2 separate regions of the Pan troglodytes genome follow, and region 2 is linked to region 1. The links are chromatin contacts, called in public Hi-C maps. All regions are on one chromosome and are shown on one strand. Each heading gives the region's core, a stretch centred on a gene start, on an enhancer-like site or on the middle of the called end of the contact. The rest is flanking DNA. Distances are from core to core; before and after follow the strand shown.

What was found. A called contact is a pair of places that touch in the nucleus more often than the background predicts.
Region 2: a Hi-C map of stem cell-derived neural progenitor cells shows a contact between it and region 1, with 3 times the contacts expected there. The contact joins the enhancer-like site here to the promoter of EYA4 in region 1. A contact is called at or near these places in 1 of 7 Hi-C or Micro-C datasets (stem cell-derived neural progenitor cells) and 1 of 1 datasets of contacts at active chromatin or transcription factors (stem cell-derived excitatory neurons).

Annotation. Positions count from the first base shown.
Region 1 is chr5:145,113,963-145,119,439 of NHGRI_mPanTro3-v2.0_pri, forward strand. EYA4 (EYA transcriptional coactivator and phosphatase 4) reads left to right here and starts at 1,371. Exons shown (of 20, transcript XR_010158205.1): 1 at 1,371-1,471.
Region 2 is chr5:145,370,215-145,376,220 of NHGRI_mPanTro3-v2.0_pri, forward strand. All of the region lies in intron 13 of EYA4 (EYA transcriptional coactivator and phosphatase 4), which reads left to right. Among named protein-coding and RNA genes, the nearest start is that of EYA4, 260 kb to the left of the region's middle. Within about 2 kb of position 3,792, at least 2 of the 24 cell types and tissues checked have an H3K27ac peak or open chromatin away from gene starts, as enhancers often do. A contact at or near this core is called in stem cell-derived neural progenitor cells, where this site is marked.

The sequences.
Region 1 (5,477 bases), core at 121-2,620:
ATGTACCATAAGTGACCAATACAATGATTGACACTCAGTGATTTATCAATAAATTAAAACATTTATTATCAATATGACAGAGAAGGTGCCGCTAAAATAGATAATAGGTTTTTGGAAGAGGTGATTAAATGGATGCAAAATTTATGGATTGTTTATTCCGTCTACCTTTGCTGTGTCCCCTGGTTGTGGCATACACACGTGTGGGTATAAAATCGTAAATCCTATGTAGGTGCGTAATGCATGCACAGAAGGCTTAGACACGAAATGTCATTTCAGCAATGTGCCTAGAGAAGCTCTGACGCCGCCTTGGAAGTAAGTCGTTGCTGCCTGACCTTTGGGCGTCTGGGACGGATGCCTATACCTGCACCCAGCAGCACTGGAAGGGGCCCAGGCCCTTCCCAGCACAGCCTATCCCCAGACCGCTTAGTCCTTCATAACATATATCTCCACGGAAAAGGGTATTTCATCCCGTCAGAAAAAGCGCCCCAATCTGGTCTGGGTTGGTTTTTATTTCACGTTGTTGCAAGTAGGCGAAGTCCCTTCTGTCTCCTCCCTTGGGGTAAGTGGAAAGGAGTCCGGCAGGGGGCCCGCAGTGGCCTGCACAGGGGAACTGGGTAGCGAGAGAGTTCCAGGCAATTCCGGGGGCTGCCCCACAGAAGCAGGTGGGGATCGACAGTGGCTCTCCGGCCCAGGGAGGAGAGCGCGGTCGCGGGTCCCTCCCCTCAGCCTGGAGGCTGCAGCCGCTCGAGTCGGCCCGGGTGGGGGCGGGGTGGGGGCGGCGCGGAGGGCACGGAGATTACGGCGGCGCCACCCGGGACATCCAGGGCCCCGAGGCCCTGGGCGGTCCCCACGCGAGATCGCAAACCATGACAATAGGCAGTCACCCGAGGTCAAATAAAAACGGAGTGGGTCCCCCGCGCGCCGCCGCCCCCCGCGTCCCTGGCGGCCTCCCCCGAGGCCCCCGGCGGCCTCACGAGCCCGCAGTAGCCGGTGGCGACGTCGCCCCCGCCCCACCTCCCTGCGCAAGTGCGAGGCTGCCCGCAGCGCGGCGCACGCTCCGGCCGTTCCCGGCTTCCGCGCAAAACTTCCATCCTGTCCACGTGAAGTTGTCGCTGCCTTAGAGAGGGGGAAAGAGCTGCGGGAAAAGCTGGGGAGTGACGACTGCGGCGGCTGGGCGCGCTCTCTCATTTTCTTTTCTTCTCCTTTCCCCCCTGTCGCAGTCCGGAGTTTTGGCTCCTCTCCTTTCCTCCTCCCCCTCGGAGCCGGCTTCTCCCTCCGCCCCGCTTCTCCCCCGCTTGTGTACGCTATTTGTTGTGGGGTGGCCGAAGGGGATGTCCTGTTTTCACCAGAGGCACAGCGCGAAGGGGAAACTTCGACACTGGAAGGAACGAGAATAAATACTTAATTACGGACGCACTGAACCGCGGCTGGGACAGACACTTCGGGAACCCGAGGCGGACCGGGCGACGAGGTGAGTGACCCCTTCTTCCAACCCCCGCCCCAGGGCTCCCGGGGGAGCCTGAGTTGAGAGAACCCCCAAACTTTCCGGGAAAGTGCGCGAGGCTCCGCCGGGGACGCCGAGCGCTGGGTACTGAGGACGCGCAGCTGGACGGTGCGTGGGCGCCTGCGTCCCCGGGGGGCGCTTGGAGGCCGGGTGCCCCACGCCTGAGGGCCCGGGCCGCTCGGACCGCAGCGGTGCTCTCTGCCCTAGAAGACGTCCCCAAGCCCCAAGGGTCCCTTCCGAGCCTGCCTGTCCCTTCCGGGGTCGGCGCGGAGCCTGCGCGTAACGGAGTTCATCCAGCAGTCCAGCGCGCGGCTTCTACCTGCACCCCGCCTCCACCTGGCAGAGGCGCGAGCATCGGGGTCTCCCCCACATCTTTCTTATGACGTGTATTACTTTCTGATGACCCCCTAGATGGTCCAGGCGCGAGGATGCTGACCCAGAGTCCTTCGGAGGGTCACAGGCGCCTGGGCTTTCCCGGTGCCGGGTGCGTGTGTACTTTAAAGGCTCGCGTTCTAATCTCCAGGCACTGATCGGGCTTTTCAACTGCGGCGATCCCACTTTAATAGTTTTTATGTGGCGTGGACTGAATGTCTCCTGCAGTTTGCCAGGGTCGGTGAAATTAGAGGCGCCTTGTCAGAGCAGTCGCGTTCATTGGCTCGAGTAGCGGGTGCCATGGAAGGCTATAACTTCTCCAAAGGAAGGGACCTGGCTGGGTAGAGCAGGTTTTTCTCTCCTTCCAAGCCTGCTGGGTCTGGGGAGGCAGTGGAACTTGAAATGGCTCGGATTTTTAGCGTGGTGAAGCGAGGTTTGGAAGTAGACGTGTGTGTGCTTGTTTTATTCTGCGCCGCACAGCAACCCGAACTTTCGTTTGGTAGCACTTGAAAGAGTTTTCTCCCTTTGTTTGCGAGATTCTGAACAGCTCGGAGCGATTAGGGAATTTGCGGACCGAGTCCGGTGGCAGAGCTGGGGCGAAAGCAGAGAGCGCAATTTAATTTTTGTCATCTCTTCCCTGCTTGGGAGGATAGTGTTTCCCTTCACCACCACCCCTCTTTCTCCTTCCTATGAAGACAACGGATTTGCGCCTGGGGTGAGAGTGTGTGCGGGAGAGTGGTGTGGAGACTGTCCTCTCTCACCGCGTCTCCTGCGCCTCTCCCCGCCATCCCGAGCGGGCCTAGAGAGTCATTCATGAATCTTAACCTGAGGGCAGGGGAGGAAGGTGCAGGTCCCTCTGCCCTTTCTGCCAAGGTGCAGAATAGCGCCCGGGCGTGTGTTTTGGTTCCAGAGCAGTTCCACGTGGAGCAACTTCGTGTGTGTGTGTGTGTGTGTGTGTGTGTATGTGTTGTGTACTTGATCTGTGAGGAGGTAACAGGAGTCTGGTGTTCAAACCCAGTGGGCCGTTGGCCATTAGTTTGCTTTCCTGGCTGTCATTACAGACACTTCCAAAATCTGATACCTAAGAGAACCAACAGGTTAGGTTTCACATTAAGGGCTCATACTTAACAGTTTTCTTTCTCCCTTACCCCTTTTGGCTTGCCACCCTGGGATCAACGTAATTGTTGGAGCGAAATACATCTCCTGGAATATGGCATTTTGTTCCTCTTCTCCTCTGTGGCCACTTTGTGAACCCTCGGGTGTTTGTCAGTTTCAGTGCGGGCTCCTGCGGGATTTAGGTGGGAGTCTTAGGAGCGTTTAACAACCGCGGGCTCCCCATCAACAGCTTCTGAAGTTTCACTTACACGTAGGTGACTGACAGGATTGAAAGTTGACGATGGTTTTTTTGTTTGTTGCGTTGTTTTTGTTTTTAAAACCTTAGGGAAAGGATTGTACTTGAATTCCTTTCCCGGGTACGGTTTGGTTTTAAGCAGAATCAGTGCCTTTTTTTTTTTTTTTGTCTTTTAAAATATTATTGGCAAGCTTAAACCTGAAGAACCAAAAACTAGAGGGGGTGGGGAGAGAATCCCCCCAAAAAATATTTGATACGTGATACGGAGCGTTTTAGGAGACTGCATTCAAAGACATTTGTGTATTTTTAAAAATAACATTATCCCAAGAAACAAAAAGCAGTAGTAACAAGAGACAGATTGTTTTGTGTGGAGCAAGACTGCCAGAATCTGATTTTTATGGCAACAATATCGAAAGCAGACATAACTACACCCACATTTATTGTTATAAACCGTAAAAATAGTTTGTTCCACCTGATTAAAAGTTGTAAGTCATTCAAAGTTAAACCCGTATTTAGGAATGACTGTACAAGAATGTTAAAACCTTTGACAGCTACAGCTTTGGAAGCAACATAATTAGATTTGTTGAAAATGTCTCCTTTCTCTGATTATTAGGGATATGTACTTGTCTTTCATAATAAGTAAAGGTCTACAATCAATATGGTTTTCAAAAGCCTGTTTTCCTTTGTAAATTTCCTGAAAATAGTATGTTTCAATATTTAAAGACCATTGTAACTACCGGTTGGTTCACAATTATAACTAAAATAAGATTTACTCAGTTGTTTTCTTTTTATTAGTATTTATCGAATATTTGAAATTGAATTTCTCATTTCCAAAATAAAACGTCTCACATATATGTATGTATTCACAATTAACACTTCTTTTAAGTAGTAGGCTTAAGTTTTAAAATTTTTTAAATCTTAAGATTTGTATAAAAAGGAGTGATTGTATAAAAAGGAATAATAATTATTATTAATTGTTAAGAAAAATAGATGCTGAATTTCAGAGGGTTTCTAGAAGCTGGAGAAAAAAATTGCATAGAAGTTTCTTTTTTGACGGGTGACTGGCAGATGAGTTACTTGTCATTTTGCTATAATTTTTTTTTTCTTTTAATAAGGCTCTTTGGGTTAAAAAAAAAGGAAAAACAAGTACTCCATTTCTAAGAGTTTCCTTTTTATTTATGTTGTACTTTGGGGTGTAAATAAATTTTACATAGCCACGGGAAGTAGAGTATCCAATTTCATGCTTTCAGTCTCTGTTGCAAGCTCTAAATGACTGATGTCGTGTCTAAAAATATATTTATATGGCTTGATATTTCATTTTAAAATTTTATGCACTGGAATTAGATTTTTTAGGATTTTTAGAAAGAGAGAATGACAGAAAGACCATGACTATTGTTATAAAAAGTTAGAATGTTAGGAAGTTCACATTCTAACTTTCAAATAATCAAACTTATTTTGCCCCACAAAAACTCACAGTTTTTATACAGATTTCAAGAAGAGGGGTGATAATCTTTTTCACTACTTAGTTAAGTGTTAAGTAATTTAAGAATGCAAGTATGTATTATGCTTTCTCATTATCATTTTTTTCTGTTAGGTAAATGCAAGAACACTGGACATTCTGTAAAAACAGGCCCCTCTTTATAAGGAGTTTATTCACCATAGTTCTGTATTGCAGCTGCTGATCATATTTCATGGAGCTGTTAAAGCACTTAAAACCTAAAATTAGGTACTGTCTGGTTGTAAATATTTCCGATCACTTATTTAAGAAATAAATAGAAAAGCGTGCTATCAAAAGTAGGAGACGTTTTGAATCCTCTCATTGAAGAGCTGAACAAACCTCTATCAAAACACCTTCTTCTTTTTTCAGTGAGAATATAATCTTGACAGTTTCTTTTTCTAAGTGGATATTATTCTTACATGTACTAAATGCTAAACTCTTATAACGTGCCTCCCTGTAGAGTATCTTAAACTAATTATATTCAGAAATAAGGTTGGGGGATTTTATTACAATGGTTACTAGGTGAAGGAAATCAACACCAGGGGAATAGGGTGGCATTGCAGTGTACCTGCTTCTCTCATGAATTTTTCCTGCTAAACTAAGAAATGACATGCTGTTTCAGGCATTTGCCCTGGAGATGGGTGAGATGCAATATGTGTAATGCTGCATCTTATAGTTAGATGTGTTTTAATGAAGGGGACACTGCATAGTCATTAAATCATTTTTAGAGCCAAACTTGGCGTCATTTAGCT
Region 2 (6,006 bases), core at 2,542-5,041, 260 kb after region 1:
CCTTTCTCCTGGAGTCCTGAGGAGCCTCGTGAGGTGTGTGTATTTGCCACCTCTGCTCTGCCACTTTTCTCTGGGCCCTGTGCTTTCTAGCCCATCCTCCCACAGTCATTCTCACCAACATGGTATTTTTCTTTCCATCCAAGTACCATGTTACACTGTTGCCATGTACTACCACTGTAATTCCCCCCTTGAAGTACATTTATTCTGTTATTAGTTTAATACATTTGGATTCCCTTCTGATTGAAACTGTAGAAGCCTCTAGTGGTAAGTTGTGTGATGATCCCCTTCATCACACAATTTAAGCTTGACAACATTAACTACTGTTCAACTGCAAATAGGTTGCTTACACTGAACACTTGAATTGTGAACAAAATCTTTTAATTCAAAATGTGCTAGCTTTTCACCTTTACCAGCTCCCCAGCAGGTAATTGGCTACATTACTAAGAAAAAGACACCATCAGACATTTGGTCCTTGAAGTTAAGTCCACAGAATGATCTTTATGGAGGTGAAGGGTGGAAAAGGCACTCTTCCTCATAAGCAACTCTAGAGAAGTCTAGTTCCCGAGAAATTATACTAAGCCACAGTTCTACTCAGTGATCACGCTGGCTCAAGTCCAGCCGTCCTGTGGAAGCACCACAGAGGCTTAACTCTTGGAAAGCCAGAAGGTCATGCCAGCTCTGATTTTTCTTAACTATCCCAGTCTCTCATTATAATATCTTATAGACCAGTATTTATTCAAAAGTAACATGTATATGAATCACCTGATAATCTTGTTAAACTACCTGGCAAACTAGATCTGGGGAAGGGTCTACAAGTGTGCATTTCTAACAGTTCCCAGATGATGCCAATGGTGCTGGTCTGTGAACCACACTTTGAGTAGCAAGACTGTCATCTGCTGACTCTCAATTTCGTTTGTACATTGGACTCACTGCAGAGCTTTAGCATGACTGATGCGTGGACCCACCTCAGATAATCCAATTTAGTTGGTATGGGGTGTGGCCCGAGCAACAGGCATTGTGAAAGCTCCACAGGTGTTCCCCATGCATGGTGGAGTCTGAGAACTCCTGTCTTATATGTCATCCTCCCAGCTTGGAGTCCTCCTTATGTACCACTATAACCCTACTTTTCCATAACGCCTCTCTATCCTTTCCCCATTATTTCTCCATCAGAAAACCCCACTGACTGCCTGTACCTCAGCAGCTGAATGTGGCCACAGATCTCAAGTGGGTGCAAGCACTCTTGGGGTCATGAACTCTTCCTATTGCAGGTTTTGAAGAGCTGAAGGGAGAGCAAGCATATCTCTCCCAATTCTGTACAGACCTCCTCAATTACTAGGGGGAAAAAAGCAAACAAATGAATTCTGTCATCTTTGCACCACCAAATCCGTGCCTCCTACATCTGTAGCCATAGATGTCTCTTGCACCTCTCTTGCACCCTGGTTCCGTGCTCCCTCACCTACCCAAAGAATCGACTCCTGAAAGGACTTCTTTCGCTAAGCCACCAGTTTCTCACTCTCCTAGATTCTTCCCATCACCATCGTATCTGCTGTCACATTCCTGTCATTAGAAGAGCTTCTTGAGCCCATTTTCCCCTCTGGTGACTGCTCTCTTTCTCTGCTCTTTCCAGCTTTGCCATAACATGACACTTGCCAAGTCTGAGGAGCCACCTTGTTGCCAAATCAAATGTTCCTTCTTGGCTTATCTTGCTGGGGCCTCTCACGTACATTCAGCGGAGCACTCTTGCATTCTTAAAATCCTTGTTTCCTTTCCCTTCCCTGGTCAGGGTCCCTCTTCTCACACACAGACTCCTCACCTCTGGGCTCTGCGTATGTTCGCTACTATCACACCTGTTCATACCTAGCTCCCTCACCTTTGTCAGGCCTCTGTTTCTCTCTCTGCCATTGCCTCCTGAAAGGGGGCTTCTCTGAATTTGCTTTAAATTAGCCCTTTCCACTCATCCTCATCACTTCTGTATCTGCTTGTCCTGGTTTTTCTTTCATAGCTGATCACCACCTGAAATGCTTATACTCCCTTGTTTTCTTGTCTGTTTATCAGATAGCTCATCCAGTAATAATATAAACCACATAAAGGTACGGGCTTTGCTTTTTTGGTTATCTGCTCTCTGCTTGGAATTTGAACGTGTCTAATACATAATTAGTCACTCAATAAATATATGATGAATAAATGAATGTTCCTGAAACCATTTTCCAGTTCCTCCTAAGAACTTGTAAGCCCACTACCTATCCATCATAGACAAGTATCACAATTGTAAAATTTCTGTTCTGATTTGTGACTGAATTTCATTTTATCTCTTATGATTTAAAGAGTATATGTATTCTAAAAAATCCAGTAACTTTTTCCACCTTGGTTCATGGAGCTGGGCTGCCTTCTTTCTTCCATGATGAACTTGCATATCTTCTATCTTTGTGTGCACATGTCTACACATATGCTACAGGTCCCAAAAGAATAACTGTTTCAAGAGGTTGATGTCTTTAAAAAACAAAAAAAAAAGTCCTTAGTTTCTTTAAAAATACATAATTGCTGCCTCTCCAGAGATATTTTTACAGTGTGTCCCTAGAGGAGGAATTCCAGCTGATGGCCCAATGCAGGGCAGAGGCCCGTAGACAGACAGTCTGGCTCCAATTTATGCTCTGTGTTCACATGGCTAATAGGCGTTAGTATTTTGATTTAGAGAACTGCTGTACTGGATCCTGCCTTGGTTATACACTGGCAACATCTGGCTTAGAACCACACTTTTAAAGGCCAAGAGCTATTTATTTTCTTCATCTTCCTCTTCTCTCTCTCTCTCTCTCTCTCTCTCTCTCACTCTCTCTCTCTCTCTCTGTATTCAGTAAAATGTCTGGGGAATAGTTTCAGTATTTTGATAGAGCAGTACACGGAATAAATTGGCAGTATTTCAATTTGCCTCCTATTAAACTCTGTTGTAGACACTTTGAACCTTTTGGAACTGTTATAATATGTATAATATATATCAGAACTTCCACAAAACCCTGTTAGTGCCTTTATTATCCCACTTTTTTCCTCTATCCAAGATTTTGCTATCACCTCATTTTAGACCCTAAACTCAACATTCACTACACTTAAATGCAAATAAAAAAAAGCAACTCTTGATTCATAAGGTGCCCATAATTCTACAAACATCTAATGAAAATGAGCAAACATCTCTATATAAAACTTGGGTTCAATCCAGAAGTATGTTTCATTCTCACATGCCTGATAAAACAGTGGAATTGCAGGTGCTGGCATCTCCCTCACAGCAGTTTGGCAAGATGGAGGGTGCCCAGCATTGCTAAGGCTACACCCACCAAATGTCCAGTCATCTTTCTGGGATTCTTGGATCTGTGAGTCCTTTAGCTGGAAAAATGCATTGCTGTAATCTGCTCACTTAGAATTAGCTGTCCCAGTGACTTAGTAAGCTGGAAAAAAACAAAATTAAAATTAGATATTTGAAAGTAAGCCTGCCCCAGACATGCTCTTAGAAACAAGATCACTACCTCTTACAGGCATGGTTTTCCTTGGCTGATGGCATGACTAGCCCTGGCCCATCTGTGCCAAGACTTTGGCATGGCTGACGAAACATCTCTCTTTCAATAGGCCTTGCTCTCTGGAAAGCTTAGTAAAATACAGCTAGTTCACACTCCAGCAAACCACAAACCTAAACTTTCCCAGTTACAAATGATATTTTGCCAAAATGCTTACTAAGTCCTGGCTCTCACAGAGTGTGTGATGTGGAATCTCCACAGCTTGAAAAACAAATGACCAGCCCTCCCAGTGCCGTGGGGTTGCATTCCAGTGGAGTGCTCAACTACAGTTTTTATCACACCACATGCCATGCTTGCTTGCTAGCAGATTCTTGCATTTTGCTTTTTTAAAAAAAAATTATGCTTGTTTGCATGCTTATCAGATGTACAAAATGCATTCTTCATGGATTTTCCTATCACTGTTTGGGTAGCACAGAGTTACGTATTTCAGAAGCATGGAATTGATCAAAGTAACAATCAAAAGGAACAGTATGTTTTCTCCCATCCCCATAAATCTGATCTGTAAATGCAAAGAATGTGAAGAATGAACAAAAGAAATTCAATAATTGTATTTAAAACTTAAAAAGAAAAATTGGCAAATCATAGAATAAGAGCCTAACCAACCTGGTCTCCAGAAGGAAAACCTTTTAAATCAGATATTTCTGAACTCCTATCTGAAATATATATCTTTAGGGCAGTAATCATCAGAAACATAACAGACTAGTGTGGAGCTCAGTTTTATTGTCTTGCATCAGTGAACATTCCTCAAAAGCACAGAGCGTCACTAATGGAATTATATGTTTTCATGCTATAATTACATTTGATTTTTCCTGATATTTCTGTAGACTTTGTTCATGGTTCCATGACTAGGCAGAATAGTTTCATAGAATATCCTCAGCCTAGTTAATGCCTAGTTCCCCCAACCCTGCCAAAAAGACAGAGACTAATAATAGGAATTTTTCAACCAAAAAAGACAAAATGTATTTTTTTTTAATTTACACAACCTTTAGAGATTTTATTTCAACAAAAACATGATCAACAAAATGAAGAAAAAAGAATTTTATACTTGAAGGAAACAGAGCAAGGGGCCCTTCTGAGCTCGGAAACCCCTTGAGACACAAACTGGCACTTATTAATATTTTTTTTCTTTTGAGATACTGTTTCACTCTGTCACCCAAGCTGGAGTACAGTGGCGTGATCTTGGCTCACTGCAACCTCCACCTCCAAGGTTCAAGGGATTCTCGTGCCTCAGCATCCTGAGTAGCTGGGATTACAAGCACACACCACTGTGTCCAGCTAATTTTTGTATTTTTAGTAGAAACAGGGTTTTACCATGTTGGCCAGGCTGGTCTCGAACTCCTGACCTCAAATGGTCTGCCTGCCTCAGCCTCCCAAAGTGCTGGGAACACAGGCGTGAGCCACCGTGCCTGGCCTACTTATTAATAATTTTATTCTTGTTTTTAATGAATGTTTGTTGGCTAAAACAGAACTGATTTGATCTTTGGGTATATAGTCCCAAATGGTTCTGTCACTGGAAGACGGATGAATCCGGCAGCACAGTCAAGCTACCGGATGACATAATACCAGGAGGCCATCAGGTATGTGAAGAGTCAGCATCCATTACTGAGAAATGAGAATCTCTGCCTATGAAATCCACATAAATCTCTAAATGAGAAGATGTAAACAATTAGAAAATTATGTTGAAATCCAGCGTATTATTATCTTGTCTCTATCTTCACTCACATCGTCTTAGTTTAGCTCTCATACCCCAGTGACCCCTTAGCACTCAATGCCTTTTTCTTAGCATTTAATTCCTATTCTCCAGGTTTTCTTGGCTATAGAACACGGGATGACATCTCAAATATGTTTACACTTTAGGGCTTCCCCCTCAAAACATGATGAAAGGAAATATAGGAATAAAATGGGTTATCATAGTGGAGGTGTGGAATGAAGAGTGGTTTCTCCTTGCAAATGGAATCAGTTCAGGGTGTAGATGAATACTGCTTGGCCTGACCTGGGTTGCATGTTCTTATCATAAATTGAGTAAAGTTTGCATTACATTTCCCCAAGTTGAGATACATTTCTTGAAATGCCAACTATTAGAACGTTGAAAACACAATTTCGGCTCTCTCTTCTCAAATCCCTGCAGTCTGGCTCCTGGCCCAGCCACTCAACCCAAATCACCCTCTGAGGTCTTCCAAAATAACTTCCCAGCCAAAACCAATAGTATCCTTCTAGACTTGTCAGCTTTATTCAAAACCTTATTCTTCTCCCTGCTAACACCCATCTGGTCTCAAATTTTAAGGGTTTGTCCCTTCCAGGTTTTTTCTTTCTCTTATCTTCGGAGTTGCACCTATGAGCAGTTCTTCTTTAGACATCATTCCAACTTTGATAATTTTAAACACAATGTTTGAGCATGAATTACTTCCCTATTCCCATCCCTATCCCCAAATGCTCCTTTCTT